2 separate regions of the Bicyclus anynana genome follow, and region 2 is linked to region 1. A link is a contact called in public Hi-C data. All regions are on one chromosome and are shown on one strand. Each heading gives the region's core, a stretch centred on a gene start, on an enhancer-like site or on the middle of the called end of the contact. The rest is flanking DNA. Distances are from core to core; before and after follow the strand shown.

Region 1 (2,559 bases), core at 40-2,539:
TATTGTCCTCTACAGCATCAGGAAACACATAATAGAGCAAAGGCATCAACAAATCATCAGATATTGGGCCCTTGAATTCTGAAAAATGAGTGCTCCTACCTACTGCAGCTTTTACTAATTTAGAAATAGTTATTGGGGCTTCTGTGATTTTGTTCAACGGATTGACCAAGCCCAGACTTCTGCTAAGTCCTAAAACATCCATCAGTAAGCTATCTCTATCTAATAAATTCATTATTTTTCTTATAACTTCTGATAGCATACAGTTAATGTTGTTTCTTAACTTAAGACTAATTGTCCAAGTGGGTGCCATTATAGGATCAATATCAGAGAATGTTGATGAGTCAACAATGGCACTTTCTCGGAAATGTGGCCAAATTGCATTAAGTAGAGCACTATGCAGAGGATTATTCTCAGAGCCAAATGGTAACTCTATTAACTTTTTAACATCAAATCCGTCAATTGATAAGAACTCATTCGAATGAGTCCTCTTCCTCCACGTAAAGGAGTCTGAATCTTTGAGCTCATAAGAAAATTTTGTGGATATTACGACAGCGTCTAGAGGCACAGGTGATGATATTTTAGACTTAAACATACTGACTAAGCCGCTGAGATGTGAACACTGATTTGATATACGCTTCAGATGTATGACGTCGAAGCTAACTTTGTAATCATTGTCTTCAAAAATTCCTAAGTAAGTGTGTTGCCAGTGTTCCCTAATTTTAACAAAAAATGGAACACCACAGTCTACTATCGAAAATGCAATGTTAACAGAACTCATTATGAGCTTTATTAGACTGCCATCGATGAGTGGAGCTTTAGGATACAGCATGAGGTATCTCTTGAGCCCGAACCAGTTTGATACAGGAAACGGACTTCCGTCAATATTGTCCATGAAGTTTGTAGTGGAATCCCACAGATTTTGCTGAACATCATTTAAGAAAGATTTTTCTTCCGGTTCTCTTTCACTGTCTGTATTTTTAACTGGTTCTAATGCGTTGTACGTCAGTGTAAAACTCAAACCACGGAACTTTACTTCCTCCGTTTTCGCAATCCATTTCTTTGTGTATTCTGTACATGTTTTAGTTAACTTAGATTTAGATAAATTCCACTCAAAGAGTATCTCTTCTAATCGTGCTATCAGTACTTCCCATTCTGAAGCTGTTGTGAAATCTTGATGATATATGTCATATTCATCAATTTCTTCATTCATTGTTAATTTTTGCAAATTTCTTATTTTTATTGTTGATTATTTGTGGAATGAACAGCTGTTTATGACAATGACGTTTATTCATAGACTATAGATGTATAGAACATATTACTCTTTGATTTCAGTAATCTATTTGTCTATGGGTTGAGTGATGCTCTTATTTTGAACTATTGGACTATTGAGACCCACTGAATAATTACTGATTAGAAAGTATTACGATTATTTTTCACTCATTAAAGATGTCGACAATTTCTTTGTTGTCAATAAAATATATAAATTGTTAATATAAATGATAAAAGCTATCACAAAGAGGATACATTACACATTTATACTCTATGCTACATTGTTCAAAATGCCATAGACAGTTTGTCTTACCAGCCAGTGTACATAATCTGTGCTCATGTAACCAAGGTAACGGAAATCTAAATACAAAATAAACCGCCAGTGTTTTCTAAGTATATGTAAAAGACGAAATTAAATATGTTTAGAGGAGATAATGCACATTCATTAAGTTATGAGCAACAAGCAAAATTTATTCAAGACCGCATCACAAATGTTGAAAAGAATTTTGGCGAGTTGTGTGTGGGTTTCGGAGATTACACAAGAAAAACCGCTAAGTAACTATACTCATCTTTACTAATCTACACTAGTATTATAAAAAGGTAAAGTTTGTGGTATTGTAGGGGATTTAATCTCTGACTCTACAGAACCGGACTGAAAATTATTTTACCACTAGAAAGCCACGTTATTTGTGAGTGTCATAAGCTATACAGGATGTCCCGTAATTAATGGATAAAATAATTTTTTTACAGGACCTTTTTTATAATTCAGGTCATCTTGTAAGAAAAATAATTATTTCATTCAATGCTTTCTCTACAAAACAAATAAAAGATTACCTATTTATAAAAGGAGTATTTTAGTAATTTGATCCATAATGTTTAACAAAGATCACATCTTTAAAATTTTAATTAAAGCAGCTACAGCATGAAAATCAGCTTTAACACAACTTTCCCCAAAGTGAGATTGGTAGTGCCTTGCTTGCTGTATAAAAAAACACTTATTTTTAAAAACTATTAAAAATATGCAAAATCCGTAGGTAAATTCGTATTAAAGACTAAATGTGGCTTGGGATGAACGCTCTCCCCCACCTATATTTTATCCCCGTATTCTCACGGAAACGGGAACTACGCGGGTGGAATCACGGGGCGTCGGCTAGAATATATTTAGAACCTTTGTTTCATTTATAAATTATATAAATTTTATTACAGATTACGTGATATGGGTGACGAACTAGCTAAAATTTTAAAGGAATACGCCAATAATGAAATAGTAAACAAATCGCTAAGTACTGG
Region 2 (2,559 bases), core at 41-2,540, 140 kb before region 1:
TATAGTGACTTGTTACACAAAGAATGTAATAACTGATAGAATAGTCTCATTCATTGTTCATGACATTAAGAGACATCCAAATTAATTAAGGGCGGCGGGTATTTATGGGAAGGCTCACATCTGCTGGTGTAGGCCTCGACGTTTTTCATCCGTCGGATGGCCGGGTGATCGCAGTCGGAGACGAGTGCCGTGACGGTGTCGAGCAAACAATCCACGTTGCCCGTGGAGCGCGGGTCGCACAGCTTCTCCTCCAGCGCGCGTAGGCGCCGCAAGCGCTCCTCGTCCTTTACTGTCCCCATACTGAGCCCTGGATCACTCTATCGTGTACTAAACGCCACCGTACATTCTCCTCAAAGGTACACCGAATGGGAACACCACTCTCATTACGGCACATCAACGCATCAATCGTATTCTCACTGAACACTATCTAGGACTAACTAGCATATGAAACAGCGAGAAACTTATGTTTCATTATAGAAAAATTTACTTGCTACAGTTTAGAGTGACAGCAGATAAAGGTGGTTCTCACAACAAAGCATATGCACGTTTGCAAACATAACCGATTGTTATAATGTTATTTAGCACATTTGATGAACTTTTAATGATACTGCGCAACTTATTTACAAAACTAATTGGCACAACATTGAGAATAATGTAAAAAATAACTAATTAATAAAAACCGCTTGATTGATGAACGATGATCAAACCACTCAAACAATAATCTGAAGTTGGCAAACATCAAAAGGTTCGCACTTTGCAATGGCGACCAGAATGAAGTTAGCCAGAAATTGGTAGCCAGACACAGATATACGAAAAATATTTACAGACTAAAAATGAAATGATTAACTCGTAAGAGCAAAAAATCTTTTTTTTCTTTCAATAAAATAGCTCTCATACAACATTTTTTTAACGGCAACAAGACAAAATAATGGGCCATTAAAACTTAGGCTGCAGGATTACATTATGCAGGAAACCCATTACAACTGTTGTAGATACAACTTCATTAATTTTTGATTACAGGGCAGGGTATATATTTAATATGATACACCCTGTAAAAAGTAAAAAAGTAGCGTACCTTTAGTAAAAAGGTAGCGATTTGTGATCAAGCTTTTTTCTCTTCCGTCTTGAATGTATAATTACAGTAATTCCTCCGAATAGTCCAATATAATTTGGCAATGGCTTAAATTGTTTTGTTATATGCTCTTTGGTTCTTTCCGCGATTTATATAGTCTGTAGCTGTAGGTCACTTTACATTTCATTTCATTCATTCACGCAGCAGATGTAAATGAATGAATTGAGCGAAATCACTTTTGTTCTCGTCGAATAGAATATGGCGGTGCAGGATGTGCAAAAGCTTTTAATTTTCTGATTCTATGTGCGATATTTTTTGGCTTTTTAACTATAAAGTTACTATAAATATAGTATTGCATGTAACCTATACTGTGAGTCGCCTAACTTGAGCTTTTAGTTAAATTTCTAGTCTAAGTTGCAATGAAAATTATTACTTCATTGGTGGTGTAAAAATAATTGTGACAAATATAGCACACAATTTCAGGTAATTTATTTTTATTTGTATTTGTGGACAAGCTTTAAATTGATTGATTTTGATAATCCTAATTCCTAGGTTGGTATATCCAAAACGTCCATCCTTTGCTTTGTCATTCCGTTTCAGCTGTTCGTTATTCGTTAGAGGTCTTTCATGCAAGTTTTTTTATCAGGATCAATCGATTGGGTTATTTTTTGTCTACATAGTGACCATTTGGTGTAAAATTACCAACGAAAAGTTAAACATTCATTATCTATCTCCTCTTAATCACGTGTGGTTTAATCTTTATTATGGGGTCAATAACTGCTAGCTGATGCCTATTTTTCTTCATTATTCTCAACATTTCGGTCAAAAATTAAATTTATGAATTCCTAAACACATAAAAAACTTTGTTCGGGTTATATTAAACATCGAAACACGTTCGTTTTCATTGTGGTTCTAGCGAACGGGTGTAAATTTTTGAATGGCAAACGTGTAAGAGCAATATTATTACATACTGATCTGTTTCTGTGACGAGAGCAATATGACTGGGGGCGCAGGCCGCGGGGGCCGGGGCGCGCGGGGCCGACGGTCCGGCAGTCAGCTGTGCGAGTGTCATGTCGTCGCATCTCGTCGCGCCGTGGGAAGTGGCCTAAATTACTGCCCCTCCATTGAGTTTTTCGCAAAATTTTGTTCTATGACAGTAATGACCCACATTAGTGCAAAAAAAAAGTATCAAAATCTCCTAAAATATTGAAAGCATTTAACTCTAACTGGGTGTTGGTGCTGTAGTAAAATTTTTCAAGTAGGTATGTTTACCACATAAAAATCTGGATTGATTTGGCATATCCATTTTGATGGAATATTTTGTGTTCAGTGAGTCCTTTGTGTGGCATGTACTTCTTTAAATTATCATTCATTTGACCAGTAATTCTAATGAAGCTGCTCTATATAATCCTCTACACCTTTATGTTTAAATACTTGAAAATTCTAGGAAAATTTTATTGATTCATTAATGTAATGTCAGTAATACA

The links. Hi-C and Micro-C count contacts between places; a contact is called where the count stands out from the background.
Region 2: a Hi-C map of whole larva shows a contact between it and region 1, with 4 times the contacts expected there. The contact joins the promoter of LOC112057183 here to the promoter of LOC112052471 in region 1. A contact is called at or near these places in 2 of 2 Hi-C or Micro-C datasets (whole body and whole larva).

What each region holds. Positions count from the first base shown.
Region 1 is chr3:5,891,968-5,894,526 of ilBicAnyn1.1, reverse strand. LOC112052471 (rab3 GTPase-activating protein catalytic subunit) reads right to left here and starts at 1,289. Exons shown (of 4, transcript XM_024091564.2): 1 at 1-1,289. The coding sequence starts at 1,210. LOC112052472 (CBY1-interacting BAR domain-containing protein 1-A) reads left to right here and starts at 1,615. Exons shown (of 8, transcript XM_024091565.2): 1 at 1,615-1,824; 2 at 2,476-2,559. The coding sequence starts at 1,688.
Region 2 is chr3:6,033,335-6,035,893 of ilBicAnyn1.1, reverse strand. LOC112057183 (TATA box-binding protein-like 1) reads left to right here and starts at 1,290. Exons shown (of 5, transcript XM_052891306.1): 1 at 1,290-1,555. LOC112054042 (rho-associated protein kinase 2) reads right to left here and starts at 741. Exons shown (of 13, transcript XM_024093687.2): 1 at 119-741. The coding sequence starts at 299.